3 separate regions of the Zea mays genome follow, and all the other regions are linked to region 1. The links are chromatin contacts, called in public Hi-C maps. All regions are on one chromosome and are shown on one strand. The core of a region is the stretch at or near the end of the contact, and the rest is flanking DNA. Distances in the headings are between cores, read along the strand shown.

What was found. A called contact is a pair of places that touch in the nucleus more often than the background predicts.
Region 2: a Hi-C map of bundle sheath shows a contact between it and region 1, with 4 times the contacts expected there. The contact joins the promoter of LOC100382449 here to the promoter of LOC542088 in region 1. A contact is called at or near these places in 3 of 25 Hi-C or Micro-C datasets (bundle sheath, ear and an unstated tissue).
Region 3: a Hi-C map of leaf shows a contact between it and region 1, with 5 times the contacts expected there. The contact joins the promoter of LOC100216660 here to the promoter of LOC542088 in region 1. A contact is called at or near these places in 10 of 25 Hi-C or Micro-C datasets (bundle sheath, ear, leaf and 3 more).

Annotation. Positions count from the first base shown.
Region 1 is chr2:134,592,562-134,596,984 of Zm-B73-REFERENCE-NAM-5.0, reverse strand. It overlaps LOC542088 (aspartic proteinase Asp1), which reads left to right and starts at 2,025. Exons shown (of 8, transcript NM_001305850.1): 1 at 2,025-2,336; 2 at 3,072-3,189; 3 at 3,290-3,519; 4 at 3,590-3,826; 5 at 4,314-4,423. The coding sequence starts at 2,185.
Region 2 is chr2:134,360,333-134,364,755 of Zm-B73-REFERENCE-NAM-5.0, reverse strand. LOC100382449 (Aldehyde dehydrogenase) reads left to right here and starts at 1,737. Exons shown (of 10, transcript NM_001175190.1): 1 at 1,737-2,029; 2 at 3,129-3,197; 3 at 3,292-3,388; 4 at 3,819-4,025; 5 at 4,186-4,301; 6 at 4,392-4,423. The coding sequence starts at 1,847.
Region 3 is chr2:134,820,059-134,824,481 of Zm-B73-REFERENCE-NAM-5.0, reverse strand. LOC100216660 (Armadillo/beta-catenin-like repeat) reads left to right here and starts at 2,502. Exons shown (of 8, transcript NM_001359475.1): 1 at 2,502-2,576; 2 at 4,354-4,400.

The DNA.
Region 1 (4,423 bases), core at 776-3,275:
TTTGCGGTGTATAAAGCGATTGAAGAATGAATTTGCGCTTTCAGATCTTGAAGTAGTTCTAAGGACTCCTGCAAGAGGTGTATCCATAAAGAACGCTGGAATCCATGACTCACGAATTTTATATCTATTAGCTAACCATTCATTGCTCTCAAGACCATAAGCATCCATGAGAGCATTCCAGCGCATCTCAAATTCTTCTGGAGTTTCTGAGCCCCATACACAAGTGTTCAAAGCATCCCAAAACTCCTTGTCATGACTTGTTGGATGACCCACCTTCTCAGAAACCTTCTCCATAATGTGCCACATGCAGAGCCTATGAATTGTATCTGGGAGAGTGGTTCTAATTGCTGATTTTATACTAGCATCTTCATCTGTTATGATAAGTCTTGGGGCTTTCCCCCCCATTGCCACCAGGAAAGTCCGAAACAACCACTCATAGGACTCAATCTTCTCATTTGCTAGGAAAGCAGCTCCGAAAAAAACACTTTGCATATGATGGTTCACACCGGTAAAAGGTGCAAATTTCATATTGTATTGGTTTGTGCTATATGTTGCATCAACCGATACTAAATCACCAAAGTGAGTATAATTCTTTCTACATGTAGCATCAGCCCAGAATATATACACTAACTTTCCATGCTCATCCACAGCAAAATCATAGAAGAAGGCCGAATTTGCCTCTTTCTTCCTCTCCATCTGTGCCACAAATAACTGAGCATCTGCATTCTTTATTTTCTCCCTAAGTCCCCGATAGTAGTTCTGAAGATCCCGCTTCATACATCCAATATTATCGAAACCATCGCTTACTTGTAAAAGTCTATATGCTTGTGATGTACCAATACTTGCTTTATGGCACGTGAATAAAGTAGTCTTGGCTCTTTGACAGATTGTTCGGTTTGATCGGAGAAAAGGAATTTTATCTGGTGAGACTAGACCATGGTTATGCTCCTCTACAAATGAAGCGATATAATACCTCTTGTCCTGACCCAACCTCACATATACACGTGCATTGCATCCACATCTTGTTTCAAAGTGCTTCTTTTGGTTTTTTGCTTCAGCACATCTCCTTGTGAATCCTTCCCTAGAACACACAAACCTCTTATGCTCAACCACATCATTTTTCTTGCCTTGAGCTCCTATACGAACCGAAAACCCACATTCATGTGCATATGTCTTGTAGAATCCTTCTAATTCATCAAGACTATCAAATGACATTCCGATCACTGGTTTCAAACTATGCTCGCAATCAGGTACAAACGATGACGACGACTGCCATGAAAAAAATAAATGACTTATCATGTCTAAATACGCAGCTCATAATAAACAAAAAGTACACAAAATTGATCATGAAAAATAAATGACTGATCACGAAAAAAACAAATTCCTCACCGATGTACAATGGAATTGATCCTTTTTGGGTGTACTAAATCCATATGAAGGATCAACACGTTCTGCTGCTAGAACATGATCATGTACAGGAGCTTCCGCTTGAACAGAATTATGGATAGGAGCATCCGCTTCAACAGGATCATGGGCAGGTTGTACGTGAGCGTCGGCTTTAAGACCATCGAATTCAACGTGAGCATCGTCTTGAAGACCACTAGAGCCAGGTATCCCTCGCTCGTCCATGGCAGTGAGGAGTGCCATCAAGCTGCCACTAGGGCAGAGTGGCGGTGGCTCCTCCATGCCCCTACGGACACGATTTTGCCACGGCGGCGGCGGTACGCGATGAGGCCGAGCGACGGCGCGCGACGACTGCGGCGGTGGCGGCACACGATGGGGCTGAACAGGGGCACGCGATGGGGCCGAGCAGGGGCGCGCGACGACTGTGACGGTGGCGGTAGGCGAGGAGTCGCTGGCGTACAAGAGAAGCCTCGATGGCGCACGGGTCTGTTTTTGCAAAAAGGAAGGCGAGCACGGGATGGTTGCGCGGGGGGTTCTTTGAAAAAAGACCAGCTGCCGTTGGTTGCCGGATGTGTGGACTTGATGCGCTTTGTGCATTTGTGCACGGGCCGTCGTTTGTGCACCTGATACGGAGCCAAGTTTTTTTCTCGTTCCTCTCTTCTCCTGCTTTCTAAGTCCAGTCTCCCGGGCAGAAGAGGCACGAGAGGAAGGTGGGGAAGGAAACCACAGCCGCTTCTGGCGGGCGCTCACCCTGCCCCTTCCACCTCGCCTCGCCTCGCAATGGAGGTTTCCAGGTGGACCCCGGCGGCCGGCCTCCTGCTCCTGTTGCTCCTCCCGCTCGCGGCCACCCCGTCACGCGCCGCCACGATGGCGAGATCGCCGTCGTCGTCCACTGCCGTGTTCCAGCTCCAGGGAGACGTATACCCCACCGGGTACGCTGGTCGACGTTCTCTCCTTTGTGTACCCTGATCGAAGCCCGATTGTAGTATTGGAGCCAATCAGCACGGCCGCTCGCTCGTGCGAGGTGGGAAGGGATTCGCCGGTAAATTCGAGTTCTTGCCATTCGATTAGATGCCCGATTCGGACCTTTTTGCTGGAGCAGTCGTTGTGCCTTCTTGCTTAATCAGTTGCGGCCGCGCCTGGCGGTTTGGGGGCTTTTTCTCGCGGAATGCAGGGCATCGTCGCCTCCGTCGCGCCGCGGGCGTCGGCCTTGTCTGACCAAGTCGCCGGTCGAATCGCGAATTTTACCTTTTGACTCTGTTCCCCTTTCTTGCCTGTGCTTGTACAATCCTACGGATTTTTCCCTATCTCTGTCTCTCACTTTTCGTAGCTTCTCTTTTTGCCGTTTTCACCTGCACGTCATAGCATCACAAGTTACTCTTCACTGCAACAAAATGCCACCGCAAGCGAGGCCTTTTCGCGAACACTTTTACCCCTACCGAAATTTCCTCGTTTCCTCTGTTTTTTTTTTTGGTTCCGCTGCCTTTGCTTGCTCTTTGTTTCACAGTAATAACTCCAAATTCTCCACTCTTCTAATAAAAGAAAACAGGAAAAAAAACAATCTTCTGTTTCGTTTTTATCATGTAGTACCATCAAAGTTTATAAGGACTTGAGAATCCACTTGACACTTGTATACAAACCTTGACCATTTTCCACTCCATCTGCAGCCACTACTATGTCACGATGAACATTGGGAACCCAGCGAAGCCCTACTTCCTGGACGTGGACACTGGCAGCGATCTCACCTGGCTGCAGTGCGACGCACCCTGTCGGAGTTGCAACAAGGTAGTCTTCAGGGTTGTCGATTGCCATAACTCTAGTCTTCCTTTGTTTATGCAGAAGAATCTTGGCCTGGTCCTTGATGTTGCGTTCCTGATTGTTGCAGGTGCCACATCCCTTGTATCGACCAACGGCAAACCGCCTTGTACCGTGTGCAAACGCACTCTGCACTGCACTTCACAGCGGACAGGGCTCTAATAACAAGTGCCCTTCACCAAAACAATGCGACTATCAGATAAAGTACACCGACAGTGCATCTTCTCAGGGTGTGCTGATCAACGACAGCTTCTCACTGCCCATGAGATCCTCCAACATTCGTCCTGGCCTCACATTTGGGTACAATACTTAACGTTGTCTGATGAATGACACTGGATTCAGCTGTTAACGGTTAATTTTGTTTGCGCAGCTGTGGATATGACCAGCAAGTGGGGAAAAATGGCGCTGTGCAGGCAGCGATTGACGGCATGCTTGGGCTCGGGAGGGGATCAGTTAGCCTTGTTTCACAGCTCAAGCAGCAAGGGATCACCAAAAATGTCGTCGGCCATTGCCTAAGCACGAATGGAGGGGGGTTCCTCTTCTTTGGGGATGATGTTGTGCCTTCATCACGTGTAACTTGGGTGCCGATGGCTCAGAGGACATCTGGGTACGCATCTTTTCAGCTGGTGTTTGTATCGCTATTACATTGTATTTTTCGTGGACGCTTCTTAATTTTGACAAGGATCAAGAAAAGGCATAGGTTATCCATATTAGTATTTGATTGCTGCAAGTTATTACCCTTTTGTTCTCTATGGATTGAAAGACTAACTTTCCGCATCAATTTCCTCGACAGCTCAACGATGTTATTACTTTGCGAACAATCTATACTCCTGTTTACCATTTCCAGTCCATTTCAAGCTTTCGATGATAGTTTACCAAATTAATGGTCATTCTCTAAAAATACTACAAGCTTTCCCTTGTTTGTTAAAATTTATGAACTCAAGCTAACTAGCTAAGTGTACCACCTGGAGTGAATAATGAGAAGTCCAAATGTACAGTATGGATGATCCTATACGAAGGACTTGTATATAATGGCATCTTTAAGTTTTCTTTCGATTTTTTTTTTAAATTTTGTTTGATGTACGCATTTGTAGGAACTACTACTCACCTGGCTCAGGAACACTGTACTTCGATAGACGTTCACTAGGCGTGAAGCCAATGGAGGTGGTATTTGACAGTGGTAGCACCTATACTTATTTTACTG
Region 2 (4,423 bases), core at 488-2,987, 230 kb after region 1:
CATCCTTAGGTTTCTTTGCTAAGATCATTTGATTCAGGTGTGCCCTTTGTCGCCTTCAAATCATTTCTTGATTTATTCATATCCTTAGGTGTCTTTGCTCAACTCATTTTTGATCTGGCTACGCCCTTAGGCATATTCAAATCATTTCTTGATTCATTACTCCGTTAGGTATCTTCCTTTAGATCATTTTTATCCTATTGCATCTATAGGCGTCTTCGAACCATTTCTTGATTTGTTTACCCCCATAGATGTCTTCACTCATATCATTTTTTATTCGGCTATGCCCTTAGGCGTCTTCAAACCATTTCTTGGTTCGTTTACACCTTTAGGTGTCTTAGTCACACACAATTAGCTAGATTTCATGTCTTTGCTGATGCGATGACTGTTGCACTTTTTTCCGTGTCTAATGTTAGGCTTGTGTTCAAGCCTTTCAACCTCGTGACACTTTTCTGAGAGAATATTTTTAAGATATATTGTTACAAGACTCTGTCTCATTAAAAATCTCACTCCCTTGTCAGGAAAAGAGTACGTACCCGAGGACAGTTGTGAAAAGAGAAAATTATAGAGAACTTTGAAGGTCCTCGCTTAGTGAGACTGGCTAGATGTAAAATTTTCTAAGGTATTCACACTTCCATCCATGCTTGAGTTTGTTCCTTGTTTAGATTACTAGCTTGTATGAGTTTGGCAAAGTCTTCTTAATGATGACAAAGGGACCTTCCCATTTGATCTCAAGTTTTTCATTGCCCTATATTTTTTCCATCTCCGACATGTTAGATTTTGATTGAGTGAGGACTCCGGAGACGGAGTAGATCGGGTATTGTTGTGCTTTGCTTTTGACCTCCTTTTCTTGAACAAAGGTCACGTTGACAACGCTATGCGAAGCCACGACATAGAGCAAGATGGTTGCCTTTGCCTGACTAGCATTATCAACTCTGTTAGGTAGACCTTAAGCGACTCGAAGGTTGTCTCTTGTTCTTGCCCCTAGACGAAGTCTTTTTGCTTCGTGCAAAGTCTTGAGGAAGGGGAGCCTTTGCTCGGTTGAACGTGAGAAAATTTTGTTGAGGGACACTATTCTACCGGTCGGCCTGTGGACGTCCTTCATAGTCTTGGGGTCTTTATATTTGTTATTGCCTTTACTTTGTTAAGATAGGCCGCAATACCTTTGTGTTAGACTAAATATTCCAGAATTTTTCATTGACGGATTTCAAAGATGCATTTTTCTGGGTTGAGGCCTCAATGCCTTTGTGTGAGCCTAGCTTTTAGCATGTTTACAAATGTTTCTGCGAGTTCTATCAGATGATCTTCTTTGTTGTTGTTGATTGTCGTTGATGTAAGTAAAGATGTTGCGAAGAATTTGATTTTCTAGAATGGTCTTCATCATTTTCAAGAATGCTGAGCCCACATTCGGAATGAAGCAGTACATGTCCAAGAGTGTTATAAAGTTTATCTTGGCCTTGTCCTTCTCTTCGATATAAATTTGATAGTAACCAAAGAAAGAGTTGAGGAACATGCCTTCGCAAACCGTAGCTAGCTACAGCGTCTCTCCCGGTCTCCCCCATGGTAATTATTTCTTGTCCGAGTCCAACCTCAACAAGGGATTGCTGGCGGCCCCGCAAGCGAAGAGAACTTTCAAACCAAACGAGCAGTCGTGTCCAATTCAATCCCCCGGGTAATCCGGTGAGCGCGCGCGTGTATATATATTATATACACAGGGCTGCCGCCGCCAGCAGCCGTCGCGCCTACCGCCACCTGACTCCCTCTGCCTTCTCGTCGCTCTGCTCCTCCGTTGCCGTGACCCTAAGGGAGGAGGACGAGGAGGAGGAGGAGGAGGGGAAGGAACGGAGGGATGGCGGAGGAGACGGTGCAGGAGCTGCGCGCGAGCTTCGCGTCGGGGCGGACGCGCCGGGCCGAGTGGCGGGCGGAGCAGCTCAAGGGGCTCATCCGGATGATCGACGAGAAGGAGGCCGAGATCAGCGCCGCGCTCCATGAGGACCTGGCCAAGCCGCACATGGAGTCCTACCTCCACGAGGTAAACTAATTAGCGCTTTGGAGGTCCGCATAGATACAACCTCACATCGCTCTCCCATGCGGCCAGCGGCCATGCCATGATTCCTCTTGTTCCCCGGACGCTCCTGATCGATTGTTCTTCTTCGCCGTGGAGACAAGATGCTCGTAGTCTGTTACTACTCTGCTTCCTACTTTCCGATTCTAATGGGTTTTAGTGTTTATTGTTTGACTTTACACGCGCTCTCGTGGGCGTTCCCCAATTCGTAACGAGGCCTCGGATTCCGATGAGATGCCCCCCTCTCATCCCGGATACACATGGACTGATGGACACCATCCAGTTCATTCAGCTGACGTGCATAGTGAGCCCTGAGCCCTGATTCTGTTCTTGGAGGCGTTGCTTCCACGATCTTCATTCTCCTGCGTGTCGGGGGTGTTTGGTTCCTCAAGTTTAGTACGCTTTTCGTCGAATTTTCAAATGCTAACTATTAAATATAGTTTAATTATAAAAATAAATTTAAACCTACTTAATTCATGAATAGTAACTATTCATTATATCATTACATGATTGAATTATGAACTAATTATACTTAATAGACTCGTCTTACCGATTAATTATCCGTATAATTAGTTTTTATAATTAGACTATTTTTAATATCTTTAACGGGATTAAATTTAGCCCTCTCCCTCCAGACACCCTTGGGTTGTGCTAAGATAGTGTAAAATAGAAAAATTGCACTATACATGATATTATTTGTATAGTAAAGTTTAAAATAAAAGATTAAGATATGTGATATGACTCAGCCCCGGCCTCCGAGTTCTGCAAAATTTACCGTAGCTCGCTTGCTACTATGCTTGAATTGAGTTGTAGTAAAAAAAAAATGGCTGAAAGCTGAGGCGACGTGGTCATCAACACTGTGTTCTGACAATGACTTCACCCTGAACTTGTAATTACGTACCAGCAGCACTCGGCAAATCTTGTACCATGCGGTGGCAGCAAAAATAGTAAAACCCGAGAGATTGTTTAGTTCTCAGTAATCACTCCAAGATTAAGTCCATACTTTTCTAGTACGAGCACCTGATAACCGCGTGTTGCTTCGCATCTGTTGTTGGCGGTGCCTCAGATATCGATTACAAGGTCCTCGTGCAAGTTTGCCCTCGACGGGCTCAAGAGCTGGATGAAGCCCGAGAAGGTAATTATATTCTCCTCCTACTGTCACTGTTTTGCTGGTCCGGCGCCAACCTTTTGGATCGGAATTGAGTCTTTTGGAATTCATTCGCGCTCAGATACCTGCGGCCTTAACCACGTTCCCGTCCTCTGCTCAAATCGTGCCGGAGCCCCTCGGTGTGGTGCTCATCATCTCAGCCTGGAACTACCCTTTCAGTAAGTTGATTCCAAACTGTACGAGTTCTTTTTGTTTTTTTTTTCTAGCTTGCCCGTCTGGACTATCTCTGTTTTTTGAATTTGATTATTAGCAACAGATAACTCTCCTAAAAACACCTGCAAAAAAAGGTTTTGCGATAAGGTAGTTATTAGACAGTTTGTTGTTGCGTGATGGCGATGGAGCCTAGAAGGTCCTGCCATGAATTTCTCATGTTCCCACAGAAGGAGCTGTACGCAGCGCGCGAGTTTCTTTCAGGCACGTCACAGGTCATAGTTGGCTTCTAGTCAACATCTCGACTTTGATTCACAGCTCGTGCTCAACACAAATTCATTCCACTAGTAAAACCAATGCTTTGACCGTTTATTCATGGTATTAATTAGGCTTTTGGGCAACAAGCCAATATTAATTACTTGTACTTGTCCACTGTAGTACTCTCGATCGACCCAGTCATTGGAGCAATCGCAGCTGGAAATGCTGTTGTTCTGAAGCCGTCAGAAATAGCGCCAGCTACCTCGTCATTGCTAGCGAAGCTGCTGCCCGAGTACGTTGATAACTCCTGTATTAAAGTCGTGGAGGGAGGCGTTGCAGAAACAACCTCACTCCTGGAACAGAGATGGGATAAGATCTTCTACACAGGTCGAGTTCTTAGTACCTATGAATTTTCATGGCTCGGTGATTCCTAGGCTGTTAAATTTGTAGAACCGTACATGTAGTCATGTATTTAGCCCATCACACAGTTACGCAAATAGAAATTGGGATTCTGACATGTATATTGTTTTGACGAACGAACTTCCAGGTAATGGAACCGTAGGACGCATCGTGATGGCAGCAGCCGCAAAGCATCTAACTCCGGTGGCTCTGGAGCTTGGTGGGAAATCCCCTGTTGTTGTGGACTCAAATGTTGACCTTCATGTAAATGCATCTCTGCGCGAACTATCATGTTTTTGAACAAGATCATTATCATTGTTTTAGTTGTTTACAGAACCGGTGTCTTCGTCGCAGGTTGCCGTCAAGAGGATCGTTGTTGGCAAATG
Region 3 (4,423 bases), core at 1,253-3,752, 230 kb before region 1:
GGAAAGGGTTGAAAGAGACCCGGTCTTTGTGACCACCTCAACGAGGAGTAGGTTTGCAAGAACCGAACCTCGGTAAAACAAATCATCGTGTCTCACTCTTTATTTGCTCATGATTTGTTTTGCGCCCTCTCTCTCGGACTCGTTTATATTTCTAACGCTAACCCGGCTTGTAATTGTGCTTAAGTTTTGTAAATTTCAGATTCGCCCTATTCACCCTCCCCTCTAGGCGACTTTCATTTACTCTAACACCTTCTATAGACCAAGTTTGTATTGGTTGAAGCATTTTTGCAGGATCACCTATTCACCCCCTCTAGATGCTCTTAGTGAGGCTGAAGGTGAAGGCACCGACGAGGTCCCCTCCGTCAGAGAGAGAGAGAGAAAGCTATTTTGGACGTGGGGTTGAAGGCGAGGGCCCACGTCCTACGAATGGCCAAGGAAGGAAGCCAAGGCCCCTCTCAGCGAGGGCTGCAGGAACACCTCCTCCCAACGAAGGCCCCAATGACTTCGGGCTAATCGACAAGAATGGGTTTGCAATAGCGACACCTATCTAGAAAGAGAGCCACCCCGCTCCTGGGTGGCCCCACTTGTCAGTGGTTACCGAGGGTAGAGAGATTGTTGTAACTAGGGCTATGTGCATACAACTCTGTAATTACCCCGTGTATAACATATTTAGAGAATTTAGCAGGTAACCAGGGACACAGACGTATTTAGGCCACCTATCCCGGTTACCCTATAAATACCCCCACACTATAGCTGGACGAAACACGTTTAACAAGATATACATGCTCATTGCCTACTGTTTTGTTGAGCCATCCGTTTGCCACCTATACCTCTACTCCCGAGTGATTGGGCCCACTACTCTCAACCCCACAATTTTAAAATTTAAACATTAATTGGTATACATACACTAAATTATACAATAAATGTTATATTTAAATATTAAGTTAAAAACAATAATAAGTCATAACTTTTAAAATTAAGTTAAAAATCTTCCCAAACTATAATATAAAATAACTGAAAAGCTATATTGATAGTTTATAAAATATAGTGTAGACATGAAAACAAGATTTATCTAACTTTTTAGCTGAGACCTTCCAAGCGACATAGTCGTATATCCAACAGTGTAGCATCGAGTGGCATCTCACACCCGCACCTATCGAAGAATCTGAGCGATCGAATGTTAGATTGTCGATTTTTTGTTTATATTGTTCGTTCAGCATGCATCCTAATACTTCGTTACATAGGTCCCGAGAACATAGGTCTGAACAAAAAAAAAATTCATAGACTACAAGACATTTAGCGCAATATTCTTTCTATGTTTAAATCATAGACTACAAGACATTTAGCGCAATATTATTTGTGTGTTAAACATTATATATATATATATATATACACTGTATATGTTAGACACGTGTGTATGCGAGGGCATACCTGGCATACCCTATCTGGGATGGATCCTAAACATCCGAATTATATGATAAATTTAATATTTTAATATAAATATGCATAAAATTTGGTGCTAATCTTTAGTTATATTGTTAAATATATTATCGAGGACAAGAATAATTTTTTTGCATTATTTTCTCCCTACAACAAAAAAGGTAAAAACATCCAAATCCGAAATGTATCCGTATCCAAAATTTTAATTTTATATCAATTATTTAAAAAAGATATATTACAAATTTGAGATTTATTATTTAAGATGACCTTAATAAGCTCAATATCGAAAACAGTAATATAAATTTACATAACAAATTTTATGTCCTATTTATTCACAATTGAAGAAAAAAGATATAAAATTTATTATCCGAATAAATATCCGGATCCATACCTGCTATGCCACCTTAACAATTTGCTTAATAATTTGCTGGAGCTGTTTTATAGTGAAGCTGGAAAATTAAAGCTGAAGTTTTTGAAATACATCTCTCCTAAAGAGGCTCTAAGTACTCCTAAGGGCATGTACAGTGATGTTTAATGTGGAGGCTCTTAAGATGTTTAAGAGGGTTATTTGCAAAAAAATCTTAGAGCCGTCTGTCCGTGAAGAGACGCCTCTGGCTCGTAAACCAAGTAGCAACAGACGCCTCACTTCCCACTGTACGAATTTGTCGTCTGTTCTATCGATCTGATGCTATACAAATACATTTAATTCTGTATTTATTAATAGATTACGTTTATAGACACTCCATTGTACAATAGAGTCTCTTAGTTGTCTCCTATGCTTGGAGAACCGTTTTGGTGTCTCTTCACTGTACATGCCCTAAGAAGGTACCACTTGTGTAGTTATGCTGCACGTACATTATACGACTGTACACCGTATCGGAGCTGTCCACAGCCAAAGTGGAATTTGCCCAAGGACGCGCAGGTGGCTGTCCATTTCCGAAATAACGCGACAACGACAGGAGTGACCCGCAAAAAAGGCACCCAGTCCTATCGCTCCTCCCAACGCAGTTCCTCACATCTCTCACTCTCCCTAACGGACGCACCAGCACACACACACCGCCAGCGCAGTGGGCGAGCGAGTGCAGCGACAGTGAGACGAACCGCCGCCGTCGCCCACCACCGTCCACCCGCCAACGGTGAGTCCACGCCCCCTTCTCGATCTCGCGTCCGTCGATATCGCCCAATTGTAGCAACTCGCGTGGGGCCACTGGGGTTTCGCTGACGCTGAGCTCCACCCGTCTGAGTTTTGACGGGCCGCGCGACACCATCCTCCTCTTCTTGCCGCGCCGTCGTCCTCGCGGCCGACCACCGCCGTCCCAGCCTCCTCCAGCGCTCCCGCCGCCGACCGTCACGGCTTCACTGCCCTCCCTTAGCTCGCCCGACGTGCTTCCTCTGCCCCAATTGCGCCCACCAGCCGCATCCGCCTCCCGCGGCCGGCGGCGCGCCGCTGCCTCGTCACCCCAGCCACCCACCGCTGGGCCGCCCTCCCGCCATTGCAGGTCTAGGGGAGAGATCAGCCTCCGGGACCCAAAGTCCCCACCCCTAACCCGGCGGCAGGGGATCGCTCTTTGTCTTCAACGGACTTTCTGCCAGCGCCCAGCGGAATATTGGATGCGGCGGCCGAGATCTCATCGCCTGGGGGCTCTGTCGGTAGGGTGAGGTGGAGGAGGGCATGATTTTTTGGCCGTTTCTGTGATCCTGACAGATTCGGTGGGTGTAGGTGTCACTGGCACAGGAATTCTATAGCTAGCGAAGGTATATTTGTTTCGTGAAGGTGTCTGTCGGTGTCCTCATCTAATGAAATTTACAAATCTTTTTTCCTTGGTTAGTTAGAATGGTACTAATGTTGGACACAGCCTATCTGCAAAATGCAGGGTAAGACTTGCCTTGGTTATTCCTTCCACATACGCCACTCAGGTGGGATCCGCTAGCAACTGTATGTGTCCTTTTTTATGTTAGAATGGTACTAAAAATCTACAGAACACTATGGAAGAGTCAAGAGTCCATGATGGATGCTTCTGCTGCTGCATTGTAGCCTCATGAATTTGGGTGAGTGAAGGTTCGAGATTGCTGTCTTTCAAGATTTGGGGGGATTGGCTATGTCATAAACTCATAATCAAATTGCTCTTCAAGTTAAGGTATATAAGAGGAAGTGTTGCTCGTTGAATCAGTACCTTGTCTGATGAACATCTAACTACGAAAAGTTCAATAAGTCTCATCCACATACCTTCTGCCCCATAACAAATCTAACACTCTACTTGAAAGGACTGTCTTGGAGGAAGCGTTGGGGCCTGTGCTTCTGGCCTCCTTTACTTGTGAGTGCTGCTACATGTGCAAACCTTTGATTACAATACAACTCAAGTGCAAGTCATGATCCAAATGTATCAGATGATCTGGATGCATGATTGTACTATTGTACTATTTCAATGTGGGCTTGTTGGTGGCTGTGATACAACCTATGTTATATGAGTACCAGACTACCATGGAACCTACCATGCACGGAATTTCAGTTCACGCCTCCATTTCACATTGTTTTTGGTTATTGTGTATGTTCTAATGTTTCATGTGCTCGACTACTTTCCCAGTGATCATTTCCTATAAAATCAACTAAATCTCATTGTCAGCACGGTGTGCCAGATTTAGTGAAACTTGATTATTTGAAGTTCAAAAGAACCTTTTATTCATGTTTTACATGGACCAAAGTTAAATACATTTCTCGGTGAGATTGAAGACCTTGCAGAAGTTTTGGATTGAAATTTTTAGCCACCACGACAAGAGAGTTTGTTGGTTCAACCTTGAATGTTATAGTATTTCCTTGAACTATGTTTAAGCTATGGTACTACTATCTCCTTTTGTTTTGCTGTTAGAACTGGATCTGGCTGTGCTATGACGCATTAATGCATTATTCCACAGGATCTGGCTGCATGCTTTAAAACGGATATTAATTCATTATTCTCTTGGTAATTGCATGATTAAGTGGCAC